Regions from separate parts of the Mus musculus genome. Here regions 1 and 3 are each linked to region 2. Evidence: chromatin contacts called from public Hi-C and promoter capture Hi-C data. All regions are on one chromosome and are shown on one strand. The core of a region is the stretch at or near the end of the contact, and the rest is flanking DNA. Distances in the headings are between cores, read along the strand shown.

Region 1 (3,693 bases), core at 574-3,073, 280 kb after region 2:
GAGGGTCTTGCTATGTCGCTGGTCTCAGTTGATGCTCCTGTGTTGGTCTCTGGAACGAGTTGAGACTACCACTGTGTGCCACGAATTCTTGGCTTCTGTATGGTATCTTTTGACTCCAGACATTTTTACATAAAGTCTGTCAAATCTTTCTTTCCTCTTACCAGAGAGACGGCCTTAGAAAAATGTCCCCCAACATCAAGGTTACATAAACAGTCAGGTTTGTTTCTGTCTAGCATTTTTATAGCTTTACAAGAAATACCACGTAAATATTTAATCTCTGAAATGTATTCTGTTCTATTGGTAGGGTAATCATTAACCTTATTTCTCTTCCAAATAGTTACTCAGTAAGCCCCACATTTATTGTGTAACACACTTCTTCTTCCACATTCAAAATGTGTAACCTAAACGAAGTAGTCTTTGAGGGCAGCTGTGTTAGGGCCTCTGCAGAATAAATTCTTAAATTGCAGTCCCCCCTCTCCTAGCCTCCTCTCCCAGGGTTACTTTCCAGTTACTTGGTTCCCTTCTCTGTAATTTTTATAAAGCTAGCATGGTGGCTCACAGGTAACATCAGCATCAGAAGGCTGAGGTAGGAAGATTGCCAACAGCTTCAGGCCAGTGTTGGCTATGGTGTGAAACAAAACAAAACACCCTATGAATTAATTATTCACCTTGTATACGTGCATGCCATGGTGTGTGTATGGAGGTCAGAGGACAACTCTGTTGGTTCTCTTCTACCATGTGGGTCCCAGAGAATTGACAGATTGTCAGGGTTTGCCCCACAAAAGCCTACAAGCTGGGGGGACGGGGCAATGGAGGGATGGATCTGTGGTTAAGGGCACTTGCAGGGGACTCGGATTCCTCCCCAGCATCCACACCGTGGCTCACAACCATCCCTACCTCTACTTCTAGGGGATCCATCACAGTCTTCTGGCCTCTGTGAGCACCGGGCATGCATGTGGTATGCAGACATAAATGGAGGCAAGACTTTTATACACACAAAATGGACACATTTTTTTAAATTACAAATTTGGGCCGGAGAGATGGCTCAGCATTGAAGATTGCTCTTCCAGAGGTCCTGACTTCAATTACCAGCAACCACATGGGGGCTCACAACCATCTGTAATAAGGACCCGATGCCCTCTTCTGACGTGTCTGAAGATAGTACAGTGTATTCACATACATGAAATGAATGAATAAATCTTTTTTTAAAAAAAAGTTTTTAAAAAAAAATTACAAATTTATTGGCCTAAAGAGCATTGTGCAGTTTCTATAAACACCACCATTCCCCACTTATAAACAGATGGACCAAACCACCAGAAGAGGTTTCTCCAGGTTTTCAGGTGGCACCAAAAGCACATACATAGGAAGAATGTGCCGGACAGTGGTGGTGCACTCCTTTGATCCCAGCACTTGGGAGGAAGAGGCAGGCGGATTTCTGAGTTCGAGGCCAGCCTGGTCTACAGAGTGAGTTCCAGGACAGCCAGGACTACACAGAGAAATCCTGTCTCGAAAAACCAAAATAAGAAAGAAAAAAAAAAAAAAAAAAAAAAAGAAGAGTGTTAGACAGACAGGCACCACTTTAACAGGCTTCCCAAATCCCAACTGCAGGGTCTTAGCTCCCAAGGCTGGAATGCCCTGCTTTCTGCTTCTTACTCAGACCTCGCTCTGCCTTGGACAGTGGGGAGTTTGGGGGTGGGAGGGACTAATCAAAGAGATGGAGTGATGTGTGCAGGGTCTTGTGGCTTCTCTGAGGTCCCTGGAGCTGTCTGGATTAAAAGGAATACTCCGGTCTCCCACCTGCAGCTTCCAACTCTCTCACTAGAGGCCGGCAAAGACTCAGTTTGCAGCAGTTCTTAGAGAGCTAGCACATTGGTTGAAAGCAAGTAGGTCAAAAGAAACCAGGCCCCCAGCAACAGGACAGAGGCCAGGAGGGTAGGGACACTGGTGGCTGCTGCATTTCTCTTGGTTCTCTCTTCTCTTGTGAAAGATGTGGGGTGCGGTAGAGACTTCAGCATTGCAGATGGGGGCTGTGGGATGCAGGGAATGCCTGCCGCTCGGTACCTGGCTCCTATGATGCTTGGTCCTTAGTAAAAACGTGGTGGTTGGCTGCTTTAAGAAGGCAAATAGGCCACTGAGGGGGAGGATGTTTTTTCAAGGGTTGCGTGTTATGAAGGGAGTTTCGTTGTCTCCTGTTCTTCTCTCATCGTGAGGCTCTCACGTCCGCCCTTACCCTGTGCTTTCCACCCTGAGCTCAACAAGCACGTAGCCTGCAGAGCTTTGCAGAGGCCTTGCCCTTGAACTCCCAGGCCAAGACAAACTTCTTTCCTTTCTAAACTATCCAGGCTGGGACTGGGACATTCTGTTATCGCAAAAGAAACCAGGCTGAACATGTAGCCACCCTTAAAGCACGTCATCTACCAGAAGTCCCCACGAGGAGCTGCCTTCCACAGTAACACTTCTGAGGGGCCCCAGGAGCCCACTCAGAAAAGAGGGAGTGTTGCTCCAGCTGAGCATCCAGGGGCTCTCCATTCCTCAAGACCTCTTCCTGACCTCTAAAGAGGAGGGCTGGCTAACGGGATGGTTCAGAGTGTTTGTCATCAAGCCTGACAGCCTGAGTTTGATCCCCCAGGGTCCATGTGATGGGAGTTAACCTCTGACCTTCATAGGTGTACCCCTTCCCTCCATGCAAAATAAATAAGTACAACATAATTTTAAATAGGTGTAGGTGGAGATGACAGTGTTCACAGTCATAGAAGGTCCTGGTGTGCCTGAACCATTAGCGAATCCCCTCTGCTCTCTCCTGGCAATGTTTGTTCTGAGGTCCAAGGCTATACAAGCTTGCTCTGTCAGTTCAACAGATGACCAACGGCATCCCCATCATAACTCAGGGGTCTCCCAACCCCAGCCAGCCAGCTAAAGAAGGAGGAGGAAGAGGAGGAAAAGGGAAGGAAGGAAGGAAACAAGGAAGGGAGGGAGGGAGGGAGGGAGGAAGAAAGAAAGAAAGGAAAGAAAGAAAGAAAGGAAAGAAAGAAAGAAAGACAGAAAGACAGACAGAAAGACAGAAAGAAAGACAGAAAGACAGAAAGAAAGACAGACAGACCAGTTCAACCCAAGTACATCCAGTATACCAGGCACTCCCGGTTCACCCATTATAGTCCCTTACTGCCCGACAACCTTATTTGTTTTCCTATTTATAGTCCACAAAGACTGGCATGGTGTCGAGTTGGAAAAGGTCCGAGCTGTGACTCTGGGGACTGGGAGGGAAGGAGAGGTAGAGAACAAAGACAGAGGGTGGGGGGGAGCTCAGAAGCTTATTCCCCCACAGGCCCCGAGATGCTCGCTCGTCCCGAGGGAAGGGATTCTTAACTTCACAACTGTGGCTAGAGGTGTCCACACACCACTGTGTTAGAGCTCTTCATTTGTAAATGGCAGAAATAAAATTTCTCAGTAGGACAAAGGAGGCAAAGGATGTGTCAAGAACCCCTGGCTGACAAGATGGCTCAAAAGGTAGAGATGCCTGCTGCCAAGATGGACAGCCAGAGTTCAAGCCCTGGACTGACACAGGAGGACATCTAAGTCACCCTCTGACCTCCACACATGCATGGATGTATATATGTCCTATACAATAAATAAGGTAAAAAAAAAAAAAAGTAAAAAAAGAATGCCCAGGGGCTAAAGCTAGGTGTGATGGTG
Region 2 (3,733 bases), core at 254-2,753:
AGTCTGTGGTTCTGGGAGATGGCTCAGCTGAGAAAGAGCGTGGCATGCAAACGAGAGGTCAGGATCCAGGTCCCCAGAACACAAAAGCTAGGTGGGCCTGGCTGTTCCCAGCACTCAGCGGGCAGAGGCGGTGATCCTCACAGTAAGCTAGCTAGCTAGACTAGCTGGATTTGACTAGTTCCAGGTCTAATGACTGACCCTGCCTCAATAAATAAAGTGGAGATTCTTCAAGGAAGACATCTGACTTCCATAGCTGAGCGTGCTCACGTGGAGCGCATCACACAGCCATGTCCTTGAAGAGAGAGATCTCTGGAATCTTCTGCAGCCTCAATGAAGCAAGGTGTCATGGCAGAGAGGCAAACAAACAAAACAGAGCAAGCTGCCCAGCCATGACCAGCAGGAAACAAGGCCCTCAGTCCAGCAATCCCCAAGGAGGCGTGCAGGCCTGCCAACAACCCAGGAGGCCTGTGTGCCTTCTCCACACAGCCTTGTAAAGAGGCGTTCTGGCCCTCAGCCACCTTGCCTCCAGCCAGTGAGAGCCCCTGAACAAAGAACGCGGCCAAGCCCTGCCCAGATTCCTGACTCACAGAAACCTAGAGTATAAGTATGCCCTGCTTCTTGGCAGTACCGGTTGGGTTAATTTATTACCAGCGGTAGGTCACAAAAAACAATAGCTCATCGGAGGCTTACATAAATATGGGCAGTGTAGCTATTAGCATTGAGAAATGAAAGCAATGGGTTAAGAGGCAAGGTTTTGGTACCAGCTAGGATGGGTTTCAATCTTGGAGCAGCTTACTATCTATGTGGCCTTGGGCAAGATGATCTATGAACATATGTATCTTTAAAATGCACCTGATTCTCAACTTGTAGTGAGGGCTCAGGGCTACACAGAGAGGTTATGCAATCTGCTTAGTTCAGTGCCTGCCACGCAGTAAGCACCAGGCAGAAGGAAGCCGTCACTAATCATAATTCACTGTAATAGTAACAATTGATTAAGACCTCTCGAATAGAGCAGCTGGTGTCCCCTGCCTGGGAGCTGTCAAGCTGAGCCCTGACGGCCATGTAAAGCAGTGATTAAAAGTGCTGGCTTAGTTGGCAAACCGCTTGGCATATGTGCACTGGGACTTGAGAAGATTCACAACTGTCACATAAAAAAGGGGCACAGTGGCGTGCTCCTTTAACCCCCACAGGGGAAGTTTGAGACAGGAGGGGAGGGTGCAGGTAAGATTCGGAGGATGGCCGATCAGGTAGCCTGGCCAATTAGTGAGCCCTGGGTTCCATAAGAAAAACAGAAAACAATAAGAGAGAGACCTGGTGTTCACCTCTGACTTCCACGTGTGTGTGCACGTGTACACATACTAACACAAAAGTGACCAGAACCCAAGAGGATCATAAACACTTACCCAATCTCAGACTCAGGGGGCGGGTCAGTCAGTGGTGGGGCGTCCATTCTTAGTCAACTTCCGATATTACCTTGCAGCCAGGGGCCGTTTGGGTCATGTCAACCTGCACCTCAGTGGCACCTCCCCTTTTGCCTGGCTCCTAGGGAGGTGTGTCTGGCTCCCTGCCTAGGTGCAGGGCACCCAGCAAGGTAAACACCCAGACAGGAAGTGCCTGTCCCAGGAATGGGGCCAGCTATAGGGAGGCAGGTCTGAAGGTCAGGAATGTTTCCCAGGGAGGCTTTTCCAGGCTATAGTACTCAGGGACAGGTAGGGAGCTTGTGTGCTTATGTGGGGGACACACAGACCTGCACTGAGGTGCCCGGACAGGACCGTGGATGGGAAAGGAAGAAACTGAAGCACTTATGAGGGGGCCTAACACCCAGGAACTTCTGGCTGGCAGGTGAGCAAAATATATGTTTATTTTATCTTATTTTTTAATGAAATGAGATCAAGGAAACCGTAGAAGAGAGGTCACTGCTGGGGAAGTGCAGAGTGTTGCAAGCATTGATTGAGAAGAACTAGGAAAGAGAAGGCAGCCAGACTGTCCATGGGAAGGAGAACTTGGCTACCCTTGCAAGATTCCAGCAGTACCTATGAGGTCCTGGCTATGCCTGTGAGCTCCCAGCCCATCTTGGCTTAGTGATTCTCCCAGCCCAGCGTGTTTCAACATCTGTGAAGCACGAAGCAGGGTGACCCCTCTTTCCAGCTCCTATACCTCCAGCTGTGGAGACTAGGGAGACAATGTACTGCAAAGGACAGGTCAATAACTTACAGGGCCCTGTGCAACAGGAACGTGCAGGGCCTCTTGCCAAAAACCGATAAAGAATCAGAGAGAGGCAGAAGCCTCATGTTAAAGTAACTGCAGAGCCCTCCAAGACCAGGGCACTCACTCCCCATGGTGCTCGCCCTGGTTGTAAATGTATGTGTAGACTGTGAAGTGCTGTGATTTCCGTGTGCTGTTGGCTCAAACCTCAGGGTTAAGGTGTGCTCTAGGGAGGAGACTTCACAGCTATGGAGTAACAGCCCCTGTGTTGCTGCCCCACTGATGTTGCTCCTCCTGCTCAGGGACCATTTCAGGACAAAAGACCCTACCCTCAGAACCCTCCAGATTTGTGTGCTTGGTGGCCAAGAAGCCAGAGTATGTTGTGACTCGGTTGAGAAAACTCAGCTGGATATAGCAATAGAAGGTTCTTATTTCCTGTCTTGACCAATATGTGGGATATTCACGAAGCCATCAGCTGCAGGGAGCTGGACTTGGGATTCCTGTAGTTTTGGCTACTCTGCTATCTCAGCTAGTGACCAATGTCTTGTTGCCTTGAGAGAAATGGCTGTCTTAATGCAGAGAGACATTAAGGCTCTGGTTGGGTCCCCCCACTGTGTTTTCCTTTCCCCTCCCCCTTTCTTCATCTTGGCCCACATTTGATGTTACTTAGTCTCAGAAAGGAGAAGCCAGAGTCTCCTTGGAGACTCCAGCATCCTGGACAATGAAAATGGACAATAGGCCATCTTCCTCAACCACACTCTCAGGCCACTCTTTGAACAACCACAGATTTTCATGGACATGGTCCCCAGGATAGGGAGACACCCAGCCTGTCCTGTTTCCTAACGGTAGCAGCAGTCCCTGTGGCCCCACTGCCAGGGATACCACAGTGAGTTTGAACATTAATGAGAGGTCTTTTAAAGAATGTCCCATGGTGAGCTTCTGTTGGTGAAATAGCTGATGGGTTGACTGTGAGCACTTGTTCCCGCTCTCACTCTAGCTAAGTGTTTCAAGTTCCTAGGGATGAGGGGTTGGGATCTTAATGACTAGAACAGGAAGTTCCTGGGGGAAGCAGAAGCCTCTGTAAAGAATTCTTGGTGAATAGGATTGCTGAAGTAAGGGAAAGGTGGAGAAGTGCTCCTATCCATGGGACTCACAGACTTAGGAAGTAGGCTCTGTACATGCGGACAATGTCATCCCAGGAGATACACCCTTCAGCTGTAGATGCAGCAGGCTGACTGTGTGCCTTTGTCACTTTCACCTCTTTGCCAGGAACCACATGCATTAGTCATGGTGTCTACCATAGACTATAGCTTGAAGTACCCACTATCTAGATCCTTAAAGAGTTCCCAAATGATTTGCTGGTACATTATCTAAGGAGGGTAACTCTGGATAGAGAGTCTCCAGAAGTGGGGATCTCTTTGGATGTAGGAGTATAACTCAGCATTGGGAGAGAGTAGGCTTTCTTAGCCTATTTATCTGGACAACATAAAAGAGGAAACTGTAGCCGGGGACCTGAGCTGAGGGTGGG
Region 3 (3,780 bases), core at 423-2,922, 310 kb after region 2:
ACACATTCCAAGCACTTTAAAGACGCCCAAGCATGACCTGGCCACTTTTCCGGTCCCGGCCGAATTCTGGAAATAATATTAATAGCTTAGTGAGGCGTTTTCGGTGTACAGACTACTTCGTGGCCTTAAAAGGCAAAGGAGGGGTCAGTGAGACAGCTTAGCTGGTAAAAGCACTTGCTACCAGGTCTTATCACCTGAGTTTGATCCCAACCCCTGCGTGGTGGAGGGAGAGAACTGATTCTCACAACGTGTCCTCTGACCTCCACGAATGTGCCATGACACTTCCTCATGCATACACACTCACCGTAAATAAATACATGCGGTTTTTCGTTCTGTTTTGTTTTGAGACAATGTCACTATGCAGCCATGGCTGGCCTCGGATTCAGAGATTACCTCTGCTTCCCAAAACCAAATGTTGGGATTAGACGAGAATGTCACCACATCTCGCTTAGAAAGAAAAGTAACGGGGGAGGGAGGGGAAAAAGCAGCAAGAGTCATTACTGCTTTCCCTCTTCAAGTGGGGAAATGAGGCCAAAGAGACCTCTCACGTGACAGGCCACCTACTGGGTCTTTGCATGACCTCCTCTTCTGAGGGGTGATGAGGCTCCAGCAGCACCCTAGTGACTAGTGGCAGGCACCAGTTCCCAGCCAGAGGCATCTGCCATTCACCGGTTAGAAGAGTAACTGACTAGGCGACGCTCCCAGGAGGCTCCTGCGCCAGCCACTCCCCCCACCCCTCACCCCCCGCCCGCCCGCACTGGTCTAGGGACGCCTATGTGTCTTTCGAGTTTAAAGCAACCTTGTTCTCAGCCTTCCTTCATTTCTCGCATCCCTTACTGAAGACGTGTGTCAACTGTTTCCTTTGTTTTATAAGATAAAAGACAATCCAGCTAATTTCTCCCTTGAGGGATAAAATTAAGGCTGGCAGGTGAGGTGCGCCCCGGGCTCGCTTCCTAGAAGTTGCTCCGGGAGCAAATCTCTGGATCTGTGGGTGGAGGAGGGTGCGGGACCCGCCCTGGGGAGTAGGAGACTCAGGGAGGGGGCTTTTGAGTAGGACCCTCTGAGCTCCGCCGGGGTCAGATCCCCAGCCTGACGAGGTTCCCCATGGCGCGCAATGAACTTGATGCGCACGATCTGGCTGCACTTGGCCAGATGCTCAGTGCACTCCTGAACGCCTGCACCTCCTTCCTCACTGTCCCACTCGCTGCGCGGCCACCCCGTGCCCTGTCTCGGATCCCCCGTTCTTCGGGGGCGCAGGACGAGCGCTCACGTTTTGAACATCTTCTCCAGATCCTTCAGGAGGCGGCGGCTGAACTCCGGGAACTCGGTGTAGGGATTGAAGACCTTAGAGCGGCCCGGCCGCGCTGTACCCTGGTGGATGTCCAGCCTGCGGCTCAGCTTGAGGTTCAGTTCGGAGTCCGCGCTGGCTGTGGGCGCCCGGGCAGGCGGTTCAGGCTCCGGGTGCCCGGCTGGGGCATCGCAGGGTGCAGGCTGGGGGTCGCCCTGGTCGGTCTCTGCCCGCACCTCAAGTCTCAACCGGCGCTGCAGCTTGCAGGCCAGCTCCTCGCTGGACATGATGGCGGGTTGTGGTGATGGAACTGAGGTTCGCGATCCGGTACGGGGACAGAGAGTTGTGCGCTCTTTGCGGGCTCGTGGCTTTCTGACGCTCGGTGGAATCGCTCGGGGCCCGGCGGTTGAAAAGAACCGTGGGTAGGCGGGGCGGGCGGGGCGGAGCTGCGGCTTTAAGGAGGCGCGGGTGCAGTAGGACTATCTACTGGACAGGGGACAAGGGAGTGTCTGCGCGTCCTAGGGGTCGCGTTTGCCTAAACCTCTCATAAGCTGAGACTTGATGCTAATCCGTCCCCCAGTCCAGACATGGACCCTGAAATCAACTCTTGCTCTTGCCGCCAGAATCCGCCCTTTGGGAACTGGTGATCCCCAGGGAATTGGTTGCAAACACTGGGGAGTTAAGTCTGGCAACCGTTCAGGCAGTTCCATTCTCTTCCAAAGCGCTCCAACCAGGGAGCTCGCGGCCTAGGACCCTCTGAGATGGGAGAATTAAGCGTGCCTGGTAACACACCCACGTGTGTAGCGAGCAGTCGTCGCCCTAAGGCCCTGGAGTAGGAGATGCTCCTGGCAGTACGAAGGTGCCTTTCATATACCATTGAAATGTTTCCACAACAATCTAAAAATACTAGACATAAATAAAGTGAGAAAAATCTCCTGATTCCCGGGAAAAAAAAAGGGGGGGGGTTGTCTTGTTAAGGGACCAAATGTGGCAAGTATCTTGGCTGTATGGCTTTTTTTTTGTTTGTTTTGTTTTTTTAATGTGAGAGCCACCACTGCGGAGAGTGGGGTTAGAAAAGGCTTGAAAATAAGGCAACTTTTGAAACAGGAGATTGAAGTAAAAACAAGTAGAGCCGCCGTCATTCTCCCTAAGGAAGGATGTGGTGCAAATGAGGGTTCCCTCAGCCAAACATGGAGAAGCAGCTGTAAACACAATAGTGGCTGCACTGGGGACCAGCTTTGCTCCACTTGTTTTGGGCCACAGACTGGGGAGTGTGTGTGATGAGCCCGGTGGTGTGCACCGCTGAAAGGCATGAGTTGGTTGCCTGCACATCTTAGGGGGCCACAGGGAAAAATCAGAGCCATTGCGTGCTCTCATGAAAACGTAATTCGATTAGAATTCGAATAGCTGGGTGTTGGGGTACACGCCTATAACTCCAGCACTCAGAAGGCTTAGACAAGAGAATTCCAGGGTAGGAAGCCAGCCTGGGGTTCACAGCAAGACCCGCTGCTTCGCTGCTTCGGAACAAAGCAAACAAGAAATTAACACAAGAAATTAACGGGGGAAGGGTTAGGGGGAAGGGGGAGCTGGGGGGGGGAGCTCAGAGGGCTTAGCATAAAAGAGGCATAAAAGAGTTCAATCCCTAGCATCCACAAAGTAAAACACACCTTTTAAAAAGTGGTTCAAGAAAATAAGTCATTAAAAATAAAGGTACTTTTGGTGTGCATGGTGGCTCATATAAGCCTGTGATTCTACTTGGAAGGTTGGGGCAGGACTCCGACTCTAGCAGCTTGGACTGTATGTCTATATTTACACAGTAAGACCCTCTGCCTCAAAGATCAAACATCAAATAAAACAGTTATAAGGGGAGGGGGTAACCATGAGGGGTGAAGCTCAGTAGCAGCCCTTCAAAAACATGGGTTCAAGTTTTAAGGTGGTGTGTACGTGTGTGTGTGTGTGTGTGTGTGTGTGTGTGTGTGTGTGTGTGTGTTTCTAAAGCCATAGGGAAAAGTATGTTGTGTGACAAAACTTTTCCTGAGGAGACAAAACACACTCATCTACTCTTCCTAGATGGGGAGCCCTCAACAGACCAGGTATCACCAAAGTCCAACTTGGCAAACCAACCAGTTTTACTGGGGTCACTTACAGGAACAGAAATGACTCGAAGACAGCTGCATCACCAAAGCCCACCCCAGTGTGAGTGACAGCTCACAAAGCTGGGGACCTGGAGCACACTGCACAGCCGGTAGGGGCTCAACAGATTGGGTAGAGTTCATTCCAAGCTGGTTTCTGTTTCTTCCAGGCAGCCGGGTCTGGTCTGAGTCCTCTCTGCAGCTTTTCTCCTCTGAGAGTCGTCTTTGCAGCTCAGCATGTCTGAGTCTTGGTGCCTAGGCTCATCTGAAAGACTTCTTTGCCACTGAGTTGTTCACTCTGGCAGGAAGGTGCCAAGTGAATCTAGTCAGTTTCAGGGACTTCTTCAAGCTCTTTTGTTG

The links. Hi-C and Micro-C count contacts between places; a contact is called where the count stands out from the background. Capture Hi-C pulls out chosen DNA fragments and counts their contacts.
Region 1: a Hi-C map of liver shows a contact between it and region 2, with 2.8 times the contacts expected there. The contact joins the enhancer-like site here to the promoter of Neu2 in region 2. A contact is called at or near these places in 3 of 39 promoter capture datasets (hematopoietic stem and progenitor cells, liver and pre-B cells), 1 of 484 Hi-C or Micro-C datasets (liver), 1 of 115 datasets of contacts at active chromatin or transcription factors (microglia) and 1 of 9 other capture datasets (liver).
Region 3: a contact with region 2 is called in a promoter capture Hi-C map of liver, with 2.2 times the contacts expected there. The contact joins the promoter of Efhd1 here to the promoter of Neu2 in region 2. A contact is called at or near these places in 1 of 39 promoter capture datasets (liver), 2 of 115 datasets of contacts at active chromatin or transcription factors (astrocytes and pancreatic cancer cells) and 2 of 9 other capture datasets (liver and macrophages).

What each region holds. Positions count from the first base shown.
Region 1 is chr1:87,291,196-87,294,888 of GRCm38.p6, reverse strand. All of the region lies in intron 2 of Efhd1 (EF hand domain containing 1), which reads right to left. It overlaps Gm41911 (a long non-coding RNA gene), which reads left to right. Exons shown (of 4, transcript XR_878348.2): 4 at 910-1,057. Among named protein-coding and RNA genes, the nearest start is that of Gm41911, 17 kb to the left of the region's middle. Within about 2 kb of position 1,823, at least 43 of the 459 cell types and tissues checked have an H3K27ac peak or open chromatin away from gene starts, as enhancers often do. A contact at or near this core is called in liver, where this site is marked.
Region 2 is chr1:87,571,797-87,575,529 of GRCm38.p6, reverse strand. It overlaps Neu2 (neuraminidase 2), which reads right to left and starts at 1,503. Exons shown (of 4, transcript NM_001160163.1): 1 at 1,404-1,503. It also overlaps a transcript of Ngef not described here.
Region 3 is chr1:87,262,245-87,266,024 of GRCm38.p6, reverse strand. It overlaps Efhd1 (EF hand domain containing 1), which reads right to left and starts at 1,672. Exons shown (of 4, transcript NM_028889.3): 1 at 1,271-1,672. The coding sequence starts at 1,575.